2 separate regions of the Mus musculus genome follow, and region 1 is linked to region 2. The links are chromatin contacts, called in public promoter capture Hi-C maps. All regions are on one chromosome and are shown on one strand. The core of a region is the stretch at or near the end of the contact, and the rest is flanking DNA. Distances in the headings are between cores, read along the strand shown. Region 1 holds the start of Ly86 (lymphocyte antigen 86). Region 2 holds the start of Prpf4b (pre-mRNA processing factor 4B).

The links. Promoter capture Hi-C pulls out the DNA fragments that hold promoters and counts their contacts.
Region 1: a contact with region 2 is called in a promoter capture Hi-C map of pre-B cells, with 2.3 times the contacts expected there. The contact joins the promoter of Ly86 here to the promoter of Prpf4b in region 2. A contact is called at or near these places in 2 of 39 promoter capture datasets (hippocampal neurons and pre-B cells) and 1 of 9 other capture datasets (adipose tissue).

What each region holds. Positions count from the first base shown.
Region 1 is chr13:37,342,614-37,346,755 of GRCm38.p6, forward strand. Ly86 (lymphocyte antigen 86) reads left to right here and starts at 2,732. Exons shown (of 5, transcript NM_010745.2): 1 at 2,732-2,961. The coding sequence starts at 2,826.
Region 2 is chr13:34,873,004-34,877,221 of GRCm38.p6, forward strand. It overlaps Prpf4b (pre-mRNA processing factor 4B), which reads left to right and starts at 2,526. Exons shown (of 15, transcript NM_013830.3): 1 at 2,526-2,691. The coding sequence starts at 2,651. It overlaps Gm36839 (a long non-coding RNA gene), which reads right to left and starts at 2,237. Exons shown (of 2, transcript XR_382181.1): 1 at 2,166-2,237; 2 at 625-1,565.

The DNA.
Region 1 (4,142 bases), core at 1,482-3,981, 2.5 Mb after region 2:
TAGCCTCCTATTTCACAGTATATTGATGCAAAGATGAACCTCTTTCCTTTGAACAGACAAACACAAGACACACACACATTAACACACACACACATCATGGAGACAGGGAGGATATGAATTTCTAGGTATGTAAGTTGATCTGAAGGGAGTTCTCACACTGCACACCCAACAACTCAGAACATATTCTATTATCATTTGGTTAGGGAGGCAATTACTGTTTTGAGAAAGGCTCTCACTATGTAGCTCAGGCCAAGCCCCAAAGTCTTAATCCTCCTATATCAGCCTCCTAAGTGCTTACACTCTGTTCTTAGATATCTTTGGCTCATCCCACCCATAGACAGGATGCTTCAGCCCACTCAGTATCCTTCCTTTTCCAGATCACCTTGCCTTCCTCCCTCCTTCCACTCCTTGCTGGTTTCTCTCTAACTTTAGTCAGTCTTATTTTCACCCCGCAGGAAAAGGAGGGCACCACTCCCAATATGACCACTATGAAAGGAATGAAGTGGGAGACAGAGGAAGAGGACTGTCAAAAAGCAGAGGGGAAATACAGCCAAGAGCAGAGACATCACTGTTTTAGCCACAACTTGCTAAGGGGGGGGGGGGAGATGATACCAGGGCCTGGCAGAATATTCAGCTACCATTTACATATACATAACTGTATTTTAAATAGCTATCATAAGATGATTTGAATTTTATTCTATAGTAAGGAACAGGACATTCTCAAAGAATGTTTTGTTTTCTTTATAAAGTTTCCAGTTAAAAACTTGTCTTCGTCACTGTTCTATTGCTGTGACAAGACGCCATGAACAAGAGAATTCTTATAAAAGAAAGCATTTAATTGGAGACTGGCTTACAGTTTCAGAGGCTTAGTCCATTATCATCATGGCAGAAAACACAGTGGTATGCAGGCAAGGTGCTGGAGAAGTATCTGAGAGCTACATCCTGATCTGTAAGCAGAGACAGGGGGAGGTGGTGGGGGGCTGGGCTTTTAAAACCTCAAAACCCACCCACCCCCAGTGACACACTTCCTCCAAAAAGGACACACCTCCAATCTTTCTGATCTTTTCAAACAATTCCACTTGATGTTGACTATTCTTTCAAATACATGAGCCTGCGGGGCTATGTGTATTCAAACCACTGCACTTATACTAGCTTTCTGTCACTGTGAGAGAGTGCCTAAGGTAAATAGACAAAGGGAGGAAAAGTTGGTGTTGCCCCACAGCATCAGAGGTTTCAGAGCATGGACATGTGGCCCCATTTTTCTGTGGGTTGGATTGGACCATGTTAAGGTGGGGCTACACATGGAGGAAACCTGATTTCCTTGTGTTGGCTCGAAAACAAAGCAAAAGGAGGGATACGAAGAGTTAGAATTCCACTATTCTCTTTAAGATGATCTAAATTAAAGGTCCCACCACATCTCAATGGTGCCCCAGGCAGGTGACCAAACTTAGCAGCACATGGAACTCTGGGTGACAGTTAATATCCAAACCATAACAGAACTCAAGATGACACCATTATGGATTGATTTCTGAAACAGGTGAGCCAAAAACCACTCGTCAGACCCAAGTCCTGGCTCTTGGTTGACAAAATGAGTTCCCATAACTCCTTGAGGGAGTGGCTTGCTCGTTTTTTCCTACGAGGCTGCATTACATGTTATAGAAAAAAATGCCATCTGTCATGCAAGGAGAGAATATTTTTATTGAGAAGTCTTCTAAAAATACATTGTACATTCTCAATGGGATATAATTCATCTCTTCCTGCCATGGGAAAGAGTGTTGCCTGTTGCTCTGCAGCATCACTGGCCTTGGCCGTGAGTTTGATGAACTGCATAGAGTGGGGTTAGGATTAAGAAAGCTGAGGCAGAGCGGCAAGAGTCCATGGAGGGCAGCATCTTTGTGTGAGAAGCGGTGTCAGTCACCTCTCCTAGTTGAACTAGCCTTTCAGGGAGGCCATGGGCCCATGAACTGTCTCCATGGGTAAAAGCACTTACCTCACAAACCTGGTGACTTGAGTGCCACTCGCAGAACCCACAGAGAAAGGAGAGAATTGACTCCCAAAAGTTACCTTCTGACTTCCACATGATCATACACACGCAAACACACAGAAAGACAACACAGATATACACTAAAAAAATAAATAAAATAAAAATGTTAAAAGGGTAATCCTTCCTCCTGGTGCTGTTGGCCCAGAAATGGAAGATGGCTTACTTCTCAGAGGGAATGCACCACCCAGCTCTGTGTGGGCTCCTAGGACAAGCTCCTGTTCCGCTGGCCCAACCCCAGGGCCAAAGCCAGACAAGAACAAATCCAAAAACCCGGTTCCAGATCCTAAGTTCTAGTATACCACCCTCAAAATGTCACATGTGCCTGCTGGCGTTAGCCAGCTCTGAGACTCACATCAGTGGGGTGTACGCTGATAGAAAACACATGGTGGCCTGAAGCTCATTTTTCCTGAGTTTACAGCTCCAGTGGGGGACAAAGATTCTAAAAGGGGCTGTTCTGAAGAGTCCTGCAGGACCTCTTCCTGTGAAAGCGAGAAGTCACCTTTCAACCTAGCCCATACCTGCCCATATGCGCATGCGCATGTTCAGAGATATGCGCGCGCGCGCGCACACACACACTTGCTATTTCAAGTATGTGAAAGCCCCCTGGAACAGTATTCAAATGCCCCTCCCCGCTGTCTGTCTTTGTCTTCTCACAGTATATTTCCCAGAGACTAGTATTCGAGAAGTGAAACTGAACATACTACTCCTTCAGGGGGAGGACGAGCTTCGGAGGTCTTTTTATTGGGCTGGCTTACCATTGGGCACACACAACCCCCTCGCCATGAATGGTGTCGCAGCTGCCCTCCTTGTGTGGATTCTGACTTCTCCGAGCAGCAGTGACCATGGCAGCGAAAATGGTTGGCCCAAGCACACGGCCTGCAACAGTGGGGGCTTGGAAGTAGTCTACCAGAGCTGTGGTAAGGTCTTATGAAATGGCTGCTTGTGCTTATGGGGAAATTAAAGCTACACGTGGGCAATACGAACACTGGGTGAGTATGGGCGAGGGATGAGGTTATCAGCCTCTCCGTGCTTTTTGCTGCTACGGTGAGCTTTTGTCTTGGCAGCCGTGAGGAGGGAAAGGCCAGGGACAGTGGAAGAGCCTTCTGAAAATAACGAAGACCACAGAAAGAGAGAAATGAACAGTCTAGATATGGAACGAAGTCTAAGAGCTCAGCCCTGCCCTCTCCCCCAAGAACAAGTGATCAGTAAGCTTTTCTTCCCAAATCCTGCGCCTACGCTGGCTTTTCACCTCAGCCATTTTGCAAACTGGGTGAGCATCAAGTCACTTTTGTCAGAGACTCTGTCCTTCAGCCGCTCCCTCTAGAGTTCTTGTCATGCCGCACTGTGCCACCCATTAAAGCAGCAAGCACGTCAGAAGTAGCATCCAATGCCAGGGTTTCCCCAGGGGCAAGGACAGCGAAGGGGAGTGCTGTGGTTGGCCTGTGTCCTGGAGCATGTATTAGAAACTTAACCTCAGTGCAACTGTTTGAGAGGTGGCATATACTGAGACGCGTTGGGCTGGGAGAGCCCCGCTGTTGGCACCACGAACCAGAACTTAGGAGTGGGTTAGTTCTAAAGTCTGAATGTGGTACCTCACCTCACTTTTTCCTTCTGTGACGCTATGACACAGCGAGGAAAAATGAGCCTTGGGATCGATTTCCAATGGGCAGTAGAACAAATGGCTTGTGGAAAGGCAGACATTTATGAAACCTGGAAATCTGTAGGGAAACGGGACAGATGAGCTGAAGAGTATGCAAAGGAGACTCTGAGCCTCTGTGTTGGTCCCACCGCTCGCTGAGAATAAATGAAAGCAAACTAGCTGAGCCCGGATTCTGCCACCCAACTTTGGTTTCTGGGGTAATTCAATGGATTCTTTTAAATTTCCTTTTAAAAGGAACCTTGAAGTGCATTTTAAAAATTAAAAATAAGAAAAAGAAAAGGACGCGCTGGGTGGAGAAAGTGCTGACCTCATGATGCTTGCTGTTCTTGGGACAAATGGGAGCCTAGACGTCTGGGGACTTGCTCACTTCAGGAGTAGGATGACAGCCGGATTGGGTCACGTGGACTACTTGGGATTTGATTTTCCGAGACATTAAGC
Region 2 (4,218 bases), core at 1,276-3,775:
GCTTAATTTATTGTGTTTATACAATGAGAACTATTATCCCCAATTTATTGGGTGGTAAAACTAGGAAAAAATTTTAATTGTTCTTGGTTGCACAGCAAACAGTGAAACCCCTTGCTGACATAAATCCTATGTTCATGTAAGTGCATTTTTATTACATCTATTTTGTGTGTTCATGAACAGAGGTCAGAAGACAATCGATGAGGGGGTCTGGGTATTGAACCTAGCTCCTCGGGTCTCTTTTTTTTATTGTTGTTTGTTTTTTGAGACAGGGTTTTTCTGCGTAGCCCTGGCTGTCCTGGAACTCACTCTGTAGACCAGGCTGGCCTCGAACTCAGAAATCCGCCTGCCTCTGCCTCCCAAGCGCTGGGATTAAAGGTGTGTGCCACACCACTGCTGGGCCCTCAGGTCTCTTGACAGGCATCTTTTCCCACTTGAGCCACCTCACCAGCCAGCCCTTACTTTTAGAACATTGTTCTAGGTGTTTCTCTTTATAGTTAATACTGCTGCAAAGCTGATACAATCTAGATACCTAGTAACAAGGACAACAATCTAGTTAGAAGATGCTTGGCAAACCAGAATGAAGCAAAAACTGCTATGTGAAAAAGAGCAAGCGATGACACTGTGTACACAAGTGTGAAATTTAATATTTCACATAGGAAAGGGCTAAAAATAAGCCAACATGTTCGGGCTGGTTCAACGTGGAATTATCCACTTGGGGGATGATTTTCCTTTACTTTGAGTTTGTCCAAATTCACAAATGCACAGAAGTATTTTAAAACAACAAAAAAATTACACTAAGACAGGCATGATGCCTCAAGCGTGTTAACACCAGTTTGGCGTCTTCCCATTAAAGGTCCAAATCCCAATTTTAAACCTAAGTGCTGCTCAAATGGCTTCTACACTCTTCAAAGACACCTGGAAACTCCAAGAGTCAACGGGTTTTACGATGCTCGTAATTTGTTTGTAGTCTGTTACAATTAGCCTATTGAGAGCTCACTGGGTTCCATGGCAACCGTGTACGAGATTAGTAGCTCTCCACAGAAATACACATATTTCAAATATATTTTTCAATTATTTAAAGAATGCCCAGCTCGTTTGGAATAATACTTGAAGCAACCACAGATGGTAGGAAAAGATGAAACGTTCACAAAGACACGCTTGCCTCCAAAGCCTCAACTTTTTGCATTGTCTGCCGGCGCCGTGGTCTCCACGGTGTCACCGAACAAGGCGGACCTCTACTTGAGGGATCTTGGGGTACGCTCAGACGCAATCTTGGCAAGCCGCTGTGCTGACGTTGCCGCAGAGGAGAGGTCGGGGCTGAGATCGGGAGGCGGAGACCAGCTGAGCTGGAGCAGGGAACTGGGAGGGCCTCCCCATAGCTGCCCGCCGCAGTTCTAACGCCACAACCACCGCCCGCAGCTTTGAACACGCCCACGCTTTCTTCTGGCCACCAGCACGCATGCGTCTCTCCGGCTGGCCAAAAGACTTCCGGGAAGCTGGTTCCGCTGTGCAGAGCTCACTTCCGTCCTGATCCGCGGAAACTGCGGCTATGGGTCGGGCGGTTCCTTTACCAGGGCCCCGAAGAGGAAAAAAAAAAAAAAAAAAAAAAAAACCCAAGGAATTGTAATTGTCTGGTCTGTCACTTTGTAAACGTTTCCTGCACGAGTAAGCTAATGTTTCAATATCTGCTAACAGTAACAGCTTGGGATGCCTTTAGGCATCGATTTCGCTCTCCAATTCGTAATAGCGTGGAAATGAACTTGGGTGAAAAAGAAAATCTTCCATGGAAAAGTTTTCCAGCACCAGCTCCTTTAGAAGTGCTTTATTTATTTTATTTTTTATTTATTTATTTTTTGGTTTTTCGAGACAGGGTTTCTCTGTGTAGCCCTGGCTGTCCTGGAACTCACTCTGTAGACCAGGCTGGCCTCGAACTCAGATCCGCCTGCCTCTACCTCCCGAGTGCTGGGATTAAAGGCGTGCGCCACCACTGCCCGACAAGAGCATTTTTATTACATTTATTTTGTGTGTCCGGGCTTAGAAGTGCTTTATTTTACTCTGTGAAGAATGGTGTCTGTAAATCGGAAATCGGTCTTATTTCAGTATCACCATTATCTCCAACGTATTCCTCCCAGAAACAGAAAACTTAATTCCCATATAAAGCATACCATAAAGAACAGAAGGTCAAAAGGGGACCTGGCAGATATTCTGGCTGTTTAAATTAGGCCAGGTCTACGAGCTCTCCGCTAGCCAATCAGCAACAAGGAGAGACACAGCAGGTTTCACCCACTACTGGATCACATGGAGAATCAGCTCTCAGCAATGCACCCGACCCCTTTCTTTGCTGCTGTCTCCAGCAGGTCCCTACACTTACACACTTACACACTCACACTTACACACATAACCAGCGCTCTAAGTGAATCAGGCCTTCTTCTCCCCACGGCCCGCCCCCTAGCCCCGGAAGTTACGTTCCGCGCCCCGCCCCCGGACGCCGAGTTTTTCTATCCGGATTCTTAGCGCGGACTCCCGAGTGCCGCTTTTCTCTACGTGCTCCGCACATGCGCGGCTGCCTGTCCCTTCTTCCTCCGCTTCCACTGGCGTCCACGGTTCGCCGAGCCGCCGCCAGCATCGCGGAGGAGTCGGGAAGTTCAAGATGGCCGCCACGGAGCCCCCGTCCCTGCGGGAGCAAGCTGAGTAAGTGCACCGCGCGGGTGTGTCGGAGCTGGGCCTCCAGGCCGGCAATGCGGGGGACGGCGGCGGCGGCGACCTGCGCGACGGGCGGGAAAGTTCAGGCCTAACGGCGACAGCCAAACTTTGCCTTGCCGCGCGCCGTGGGTGGTGCGGCGGGAGGCGTGGGAGCGGCCTGGGCTTTGCTGCCGGTGGGGCCGCGGCTGTTGAGGTGCCGGCAGCGCGGCCTGCTGTCCGTCGTTGCCCCGGGAGGCGGCGGCACGAGCGGCCTCTACAGGTCCAGTTAGCGTGGTGGCTGCTGCTGCCCTGAGGTCGCGCCTTCCTGCACCTCCCTGGGGGACCGTGGAGCTCTCCGATCTCAACCCTCGGTGATCTCCTTCCCTAAAGAGACCCGAGGAATAGTGGCGGCCGGCAGGCTAAGCCCCGCTTTCCTAACGCATATGCTATCCTTGCGATCCTGCTGATGGTAAAAGCAGAGACGGGGGTGCTAGGGTCACACTTTTGACTGTCCCGGAAATTGTGCTAGCGAAGTCCTTTGCCCTTTACTCTTCCTTCCAACCACAACCCGGTATTTCTCTGTCCATTGGTAGCTTATTTCTAACTTTCAAACTTGAGGCAAAGTAAGGTAGACTACCTGGGTTTTGAGGCCTGGCAGTTTTTTGCCCTAGTTTGTTTTTGCCTTTAGGAAGGGACATGGGAGAAGTATTAGGAATCGTTGCTACTTCTAAATCATTCTAATCTGTGTTTTTAATTAAGCGACTATAGAAGTATTTGAAGCCAAGAGAACACATCCTTGAATAAGCAAAAGGACTAGCTGTTGCTTAAAGAAGAGCAGTGTTTTGTTTCCCACGTTTATGCGAGGAAAGCTTAACTTTAAAGAGAATACCACTGAAGACTGGGTGGCAACAGCAACCCCCCCCACCCCCCACCCCCCAGTTACATCTGCATTATCTATGTTTTCAGCCTGTTTAGGAAAGTGTTTGATACCGTTTCCAGCAACTTGTGACAGATAGCTTGGTTTCTTTGCTGAGAATCTAGTTTGGGGTTCCCCTGTCATTTACTTTACTCAGCTTGACAGAGAATTTGTTTTTATTAAGTATGCTTGAAAGTTGCATTGTGGTTGTGACAATTGGGCTTAGCAGAGAACAGATAGGATTTTAAGATAGCTTATTGTCCAAGTTCATGGTGTGGCAGTTACAGGATGTTAGTTTAGCTTGATGGGTGTCTTCGGCTGTTCAGCTAAGTAGTTCTGGCAATCTGAAAAGTTCTTGGTATTATGTCCATTCACTTAATTTGAGGGGAGGATCCATTCACATTTATTTTGAGTCAGAGTCAGCCCTATTATTTGCGTATTTAATCCTATCTTTATAAGCGTGGGTTTGTTTAGGCTCTGGCAACTACATAACACTGATGGTAGTTTTTAATTTATCCTCCCTTCCCCCATAGAAATTGTGTAAATGGAATTCTTCTCAATGTGTCCTATTTTTGCTAATTTGAAAATAATTAATGGAGTAAATAACAGTTTGATATGAA